Linked DNA regions of Anas platyrhynchos: region 2 is linked to region 1. Evidence: chromatin contacts called from public Hi-C data. All regions are on one chromosome and are shown on one strand. The core of a region is the stretch at or near the end of the contact, and the rest is flanking DNA. Distances in the headings are between cores, read along the strand shown. Region 1 holds the start of APOH (apolipoprotein H). Region 2 overlaps PRKCA (protein kinase C alpha).

What was found. Hi-C and Micro-C count contacts between places; a contact is called where the count stands out from the background.
Region 2: a Hi-C map of liver shows a contact between it and region 1, with 3 times the contacts expected there. The contact joins the enhancer-like site here to the promoter of APOH in region 1. A contact is called at or near these places in 5 of 8 Hi-C or Micro-C datasets (F1 follicle, F5 follicle, liver and 2 more).

What each region holds. Positions count from the first base shown.
Region 1 is chr19:3,288,242-3,292,391 of IASCAAS_PekinDuck_T2T, reverse strand. It overlaps APOH (apolipoprotein H), which reads left to right and starts at 2,107. Exons shown (of 6, transcript XM_072025836.1): 1 at 2,107-2,241; 2 at 2,843-3,019. The coding sequence starts at 2,178. All of the region lies in intron 1 of PRKCA (protein kinase C alpha), which reads right to left.
Region 2 is chr19:3,383,048-3,387,157 of IASCAAS_PekinDuck_T2T, reverse strand. All of the region lies in intron 3 of PRKCA (protein kinase C alpha), which reads right to left. Among named protein-coding and RNA genes, the nearest start is that of CACNG5, 79 kb to the left of the region's middle. Within about 2 kb of position 2,192, at least 1 of the 8 cell types and tissues checked has an H3K27ac peak or open chromatin away from gene starts, as enhancers often do.

The DNA of each region.
Region 1 (4,150 bases), core at 858-3,357:
GATACTCCGCACATCATGCTAGCCAACATCATCCCAGTGTGTCCTTGCACTCCTGCCTCTGCTCACAGCTAGCATTTCTTCCTTTAGGAGTGTAAGGCCATTTGTGGCAGAGAACAGGAGTCCCCTCTGTTTTGTTAGTGACCAAATAAATGCAAAGTTCCACCTCATGATTGGGTTTATGGAAGCACTAGCAATAAAGAGCATACCTGGTAAGAAGTGGGCTGGGTTTGATGGAAAACCAGATGACATAAATAATTGCACAACATCATCAAGCACAGAAAGAAATAGATTGGTTGCTGATACTCTACCAAGTTGAACAACCCTTGTCCAGGTATGGAAAAAGGTTCAGTTATTGGCAACATATATCCTGATGTTTCCTATTGCAGAAAAACTTTTTTTTAAGAGAGTCACAATATTGGCAGTTATTTTCCCGTTGTATGAAATGCATACTTAACTTTTTTTTTTTCTTCAATTTCATATGCAATTATTCAAAGTTTTACTTCCAATTTTAGAAGCAGAAAAGTTATCACATACAACAGATATTCAAACTGCATGCAAAGATCATCATGCCCTTTATTCAACCCACTTTTTCTATTGTGTCTCCCCGGTCTCTTCAAGTAGCATAGGAAAAACTTTTCAGCTCAAGTTTATGGCTGTAAGGTAGATGGCAGAGTAGATTCTGCCATCTGGTGAGCACAGTGAGAAGTGCTCACATGGTCAGCATTGAAATGGATAAAATTGTGCCCATCTATTCCTGGGCTATTTTAAACACAGAAAAGAATTTTGTCAGAATAGCAGGCAGATCTAAAGAAGGATTTAAACCAGAGGCAAGAAAGTTCATTACAGCATTGCAGTGTGGTGGGAAGGGAAAAGTGATATACTTGTGAAATTTTGTAGAGGAAGTAGGCTGTGACAAATGGGAAAATAATCAGATGTAAATACAGAAAATAAAGTCTATATTTCTTGGTTGATTTAGCAGTTGTACTTCGCCCTTTGGCACTGTGTGTTTGGTAAATATTTTGAGCAAGACATTCATATTACTTTCTTTCTGAGAAGACTAGAATGATCCTAATTGTTTGATGTTGTGGCTAAAGTTTGTGTTTTACATGCAAACAGGGAAAAATCATGAAGCAAAAATAAACAAACTATTTAAGATCTCAGCAATAAGGGTTTGACATAACCTAGCTTCTCGTTTGAGCTTCAAATGTCCCTCACTCCCCCTCGCAGGCTGTGAGTCAGCGGGGAAGGAGGATACTTAGATTAGAAACACCAAACTGTGGAACAATGATTACACAAATGTTATTTTGGTTGCACTTGAGATGTTCCTGCAGTTAAAATCTGCTAAATTAGGAGGATTGCAGTGATCAGAACATCAGCTGATAGCTGTGAAGTTTTGACTTGATGACCCCAAATGGGGGAATCAAAACAAGTTTTTATACCACCCAAAACCATGACTCAAATATGAGCTCTTATCACAAATAAGCACAACCTAGAACCATTATTTCACTTTTTCCACAGCACTGGCATGGTGACCCTTCCCTATAGTACTTATGCAGTAGTTAACTGGTTATCCATTAATTGAAAGATGACAACTGACAACATGAATCAGATAAAACAGGCCCACGAAGCCTGAAGTTTCAGTCCAGATCATCAGCTAAATCATTATTTATCTGGTATTATCACTGGAGGCATATAACACCACCAATGTCACTCCAACACTAACCGTTTTGCCTTAAAAAGAGCTTTATAACTCTCAGCAGTCTTTGGTACATGAAAACATACAAGCTCGAGTGAGAAACAAAAGCTTCTCAGTGACAGTTCTATTATTTGATCCAATATTGAATTCCAAGCATCCTCATCCTTTAGAGATGCTGAGAAAATAATACTGTTTTCTCAAAGCCACCAGCCCCAACAGGAGATGCTTTGCAGCAACAACCGGAGCGGAGATGTTTGCAGCCAAGACTGCTGTTTGAATTCCTGCATTATGTACCAGTGCAACATGTGACGGTTATTTCATCCTTTATTCCAGCTACACAAGGACCCTTTTATCTTCTGTTTACCAGGGTGGGAATAAATACAAAGAGTTAATATGTAACCACCCTTTTGTGGCTGCCTTTATTTTTAGGGGAAGAAACGCTGGATTGAGGGTCATTCGGGAAACTGGTGGACTGGCAGCGATGTACTCCCTGGTGCTGGTCGTGTGTGCGGCTGCTCTGACCCACTCTGCTCTTGCAGCAAAAGGTAAGCGCCCTCCGCTTTCTAATAGCCACTGCTACCCTAGAGTGTGAGGGAGGGAATCCGGAGAAAGCAAGGGAACTGTAAAGCCTTTGGATATTTCTGGTCAACTGTTTTGAATGGGGGTTCTCTGAAAGCTGTTTCTCGTCTTCGCTTCCTTTCCTTCATTTCTACAGTGAGGGGAATTTCTGACACCACCAAACCAACTTGGATTAAAAATGAAATGCATCAGTTTTTTTCTAAGTCCCTCTCACCATATTTTTCCCCTAAATCATTTACCATAATTGCCTTGCTTTGAAGAACACTTCATAAATCCATTTTTAAAGCAAAAGCACTTTTTTCCTCCTCACTAAGAAGTGTAACTGGGGCCATGATAGAGCTGCCAGAGAGAAGAAAAAGAACACATTTTTTCCTTGCTGATGCTTACTACAGCCCTCCCTTTCCTCAGTAAGTCACCTGTAGATGATAGATGGACGCTTAGCTCAGCATAGGGACATCCAGCAGCTGGCTATAATACAGAAACTTGTGCTTCCAGTTTAGAGACTACGATATCTCAAACTTTCTGCCCACTTTTTTCTTTTTTGGTAAAGCGTCTCCTCTCTTCCAGTCTGTTCCAAGCCACCAGAAGTGCTCTTCGCCACAATCAATGTGGTTAAAACTGTGTACGATGTGGGTGAGGAAATCGAGTACACCTGCAGGCCTGGCTTTGTCCCCAACAATGGCCAGAGGAAGTACACCTGCCAGCCCACCGGCAAGTGGCCTCTCAACACGCTCCTGTGCCTGCGTAAGTAAAACTAAGTAGAACTTACCCCCAAATTTTGCACCACGTTGTTGACGTGGTGCAAAAGAACAAATGCAGAAGCCATCTTGCTCCCCGCAAAGCTGCTGCCTCCTGCCAAGGAGCTGTGTGTTTTGCTGTATTTTGCTCGTATGTTTTTTTGTTATTACTTTCCTGAGTCAAAATAGGTTAAAAACAAAGCAAAACAAACAAACAAACAAAAACTTAGATTGCTCTAAGTTTTCTCCTGAAAAATAAATAGTCATCAGAAGACAACTGGGTGTGAAGGGAAAGAGGTGAAAGCAACAGGAGAAGGAGCTTTCCATGCACTTCCCTTATGCCTCTGCTGCCAGAGGGTGATAGGGACTGGATCCAGACAAAACAAACCTTAACCTGGCTCAGCCCAGCAGTGCTTGTACTCTAAGTGATCAGATTGGTTGATAACATCATCTGCCTTTATTGTATCCATTGCCATTCCTTTTTACCATTTAATTGCAGACAATCAATCATTAAAAATGATCTAATCATGAAATTTTTGAAGCTACCTTTATTATGTTTTCATAGAAATGTACAATATTTACTTACACTTGGGAAATGTAGCACACAAAAGCAGAGAAAATTGAAAGGCACCCAGACCCCTTTACAACCACTCTGTTTCCACTATCCTAGCTTCATGCCTCGTGAAATAATAGTATCCTTTTTATCTTTAATTAACAGCAATGAGATGTCCCACTCCTGGACAGCTACAGCATGGAAAAATTGATTTTATAGACTCTTATTACCAGAGTTCTTTAAGTTTTTCGTGTGAACCAGGGTAAGGACTCCCTCTCTTGTGCTGCTAAATAAGAAATCTAAATAATCTAAATCACAGCTTTACACTCTACTATCACCTGTTGGAACATTACGAGCCAGGGAACTTAGAAAATATCACCTTAAAACCCCTCTGAACTTCAGAGGCTTAAAAAGGCCATGTTTAGTGATCCTTCCCTGTTCAAACTCAATTATTACATTCCAGGGCTTTGTTACTCACAAGCAACATCTTACAGACAGGAAAACCATCAAAATAGCAGAGATTTTATACAAAGACTTATTCCAGACCACTTTCCCCTGCTTTTTAAATCCTCTTATTACATCATG
Region 2 (4,110 bases), core at 943-3,442, 95 kb before region 1:
GTTCAAAGCAGAAAAAATTATGGAGATAGAGAAACCTCCCCAAACCATTCAGGAACATTGGAAGATAACTTCCTAGCTTGATCTCTCCACTATGCCCATCCTGAGAGCACTCAGTACCATGCATTTTCCCTTCTCCTCCTTTAATAAAAGTGTTTTTTCTCAAGGCTGCTGATGGCAAAGGAGCTTCCCAGATCACAATGAAGGCTTTTCATTTGGAAGGAAGCCTGCACAGAAGCACTTTGCTGGCAGAAAACTTCCACAGGAGGGAGGACGAGTCCTGAGTCCTACTCCTGATTTCTCAGAAACCTTTGGTGGGCAAGAACATTCCTTGGTGGAGCCTCAGACCACGAAGACTGCACAGCTCCAGAAAGCACTGCAGCATCTACCCCTACCAGCCACTGGAAACCTCTCCAAATATTAAAATCTCCCTGTAACGGTGATTTTAGGTAAGGGAACAAACCCAGGACAAACTGCCAAGCGTGTGGCATGCCTGGGACAAATCTCAGCAGCTTTGCCTGTTCTGTGTTTGCAGAACCTCACATACTTACAGGCAAGACTCTTCTGCATCCTTTCCTCTTTCTTTTTCTGTTTGGCAGAAGATAAGCCAGCACGAATTAATAGTGCCCTAAATGCTGGCACACATAATTTCTGAAGTTCATCTCCATGAGCACTACTGGGTCAATTTTGTACAAAAAACACATATCCAGGAGCAACAGACAAAAATACCGAAGAGTGAGAAATAGATAAATAGCTTTTTCCATTCTCTTAACAAATGAGAAAACCCTTTTCCATTTTGAAACAAATGGAAAATGAATGAAAAAGCTGTGCCTTGCCTCTGTCCTGCTATTATGAAATTCAGTCCAAACACATGGTGGGAGTCCCCACAACGATCGCAACTCTAATTAATTTGCCAACATCAGGCAAGTCAGGACCCTTGCCTGCTCATCGCATCGTTCACCACACAGACATGGCCTTTTGCTAGGAACTCTGCAGGCTGATACCGCCATTGAGGAAATAAAGAATATGGAAAGATCTTAAGTCTCATTCATAAAAGCTCTTACAGTGCCTTGTTCAATCCAGGAACACAAAAAACACATCTGTGAAAATTGTCTGGCATTTACCAGAGCAGAATAATTGCATTTTTCCTAATCTGCAAGTAATATAATGTTTAAAAAGAAGAATAGAAGAAACAGTCCTTGCTCTATAATCCAGTATGTAGCTCAACATAGGCTTTTTCTAGCACTGCTGGCTAAGCCTTTGTAAGGCTGCATCAAAAACAATTATTAAAATTAATCCCAGGAACAAATGGAATTGCACAATATTAATCCTGCTGAAAGAAAAAATCTGATATGATAAACATGCAGCAGACTTACATAAGGAACAAGGAAATGGAAAAAAAAGATCTTTGATAACCAGGTTTGCTAGCACTGGTCAAGTGTTAGGCCTGTAGGAATACATGAAAAATAAACTTTTCAGTAAAATATAAACCCTTCCTTCTGTAGCACCCATCTTGGAGACAATCCAGACCTTTATAGCCTATCTAGGAGAACCTGGAGGAAATTATTAATATATATATATATTTTTTAATTGAAGATAACATATTAGGTTTTGGGGAAAAAAATCCTTCCATAACAGACTACACCAAGCAGAGAACATAGAAAAACATAAATGCAAAGCACATATTTATAAACCTGGCAGCCAGAAATCACATTTTGTCTCCAGAAGTCACTTCAGCCCACAAAAAACTCTTCTTACCGTTAAAAGAAACAAACACAAGGAGGCATTAATACACTTCCTCCAGATGAACTTTTACATGCGCTAAAGGAAACTAACTGCTTCAGATAACAGTGTTATAATGTGCATATTCCAAGTTATTAGATTGCTGTATAATGCAATCAGCAGGAAGTTACTTGAAATTGTAACATAAATGCTTCTGGTACAGTTTACATTGACAATTTCATATGCAGGAGAAATGTGTCTCATATATTGCTCTTCATTGGAAGTTTGATATTTTGGAAAAGAAAATGAATTAAAAGAAATTAATAGAAGAATTTCAGACTTACACTAAGTATTTTATCTATTCAAAAAAAAAAAAGATGTACTGGATCAAGTAGACAAAGTATTTTTCTGCAGTGTCCAATGACTGTGCTTGGCATGACGTAGCAATGATAAGGACGCAAAATGCCCTCTAGCCACACTGATGCAAGACAAACCAGGCAGGCAGTAAATTCATAAAGTTAAGAAGCAGAGGGGACACAACCTAGGAAGAGGGCTGAGCCTTCCATGCCTTCTGCAGCCCCAAGCAGAGTGCCCAGCAAACTCAAGAAGGAGCTGGGCAAGTGAAAGCAATCCTAGTACAAAAAAAAATATATATATATTTCAGATATAATCCACATCTTGATCTCTATTGCATATCCTGGATATACACGTTTGGTCGAGATCACTGAATGCTGATTTCCCTGTGATTCTAGTTAGAGCACTCTACATCTCCCTTCCATGGCATTTATGGGCAGCTAGAAAGCCTGGCAGCAGTTCTAGTGGATAATGCAAAGCACTTGTTTGCTAGAGCAGCCCCAGCCTTTGCCAATGCTTTTGTAATTTGACACATTTTTCAAGCCACAGGTAGAGGTTTTTGCATCTATCACCCTACAGATTCATTCTGGAGAAACAAATTGTTTGGGATACAACTTAGAGAAGGAGAAACCTCAGCTCAACCACTGGACACACACCGTGACGTGATGAGCAGCTATTCTGCCCAGTGAGTAACACCGAAGTGTTGCTGCACTGCGGTGGTGAAGCTGCTAAGAACAAGCTGTTTGACCAATTTCTGCAAATCAGTTGCTGGGAACTGAAAGGTGACTCCTTGGAGCTCTGCTGATTCAAAGTTATCTGAGAATTTGTAACATCCTCCTACTACAACAGAATTATAAGAAAAACTCCAAAGGAGCTGGGGTTGGTAAAGAGGAAAGTTCTGCTTTACCCAACAGAGTTAGCAACAGCTACCACAAATTATTTCCTAATTTCTGCTGTCACCAAGAGCAGCTGTCCATCCTACCCACCATGCGTGCACGGTAGCAAGGCAAAGACGTCTGACCTGCTTTAACACGGGGTTATTCCAAGATGCAAGCAACACGAAGTCCAACTCACCTTCCAAACCAGGGAGGCTGCTCTTGCACCTAAGCCAATTGCTTTATGCCCGTGCCCTCAGACAGGCACACAGCGCTGCAACAGGCTTCAGCTGAAAATTAACCAACGTGCCCCCGGGTTACTACGAGCAAGACAAAATAACACACAAACAAACAGCAAACAAAGAACTGACAATGGCTGACTGAATCTGGCACAGAAATCTATAAAAATACATTATTTAAGAAAGTATGATTTGAAAAACAGAAATAGTACTAGTTCAGGTTCAAACAAAAATGAAGTTTCATAATAAATGTCAGTCAGAAAAAGACTAGACTTGTAGCAAAACAAAACACACAGTTACAAGATAAACATGAATAACGTGTTAAATATTTACAAAATCACATCATCTCCCCTAAAGTAAATGTATATATTTTTTTAAAGTGATTACAACAAATGTGTGTATTAAACACATGCTTTTCTATGGAATTCACTATTCTGGTGAGACCAGTTATTGTTAGTCCCAAATTCACCCAATTGCTTTAAATTCAATTCATTGCTTTATACCCTTGCCCACAGTTTCTGCCATTACCTATGTGCCTGGCCCATCAATCACAGTATTACAGATTGGCACCTCTCTACTTACATTTATCACTTTTCCATTTTCCTTCAGCACTTAGCATCATTAATTTATCAAGTCTCATTCCATTCAACTCCCACGGCTACTTTAAGCATGACAGAGCAAGGTCTTGTTTTATTATTTTTTATTTTTTACATATTTCATGTCAGGCACAACAAATGAGGCTACTCTGCAACAGCAAGACAACATTAAAAAAAAAAGGCTTTTATCACAGCGTAATAAAAGTTTAAGTACACAAAGTATAAACACAGCTCTATGCTGCATTTATTCAGCATTTTTATTTTTAATGTAGAAGCAGCAAAACCAGCCAGCCCATATTCCACATCAATGGGAGGCGCATCCTCATC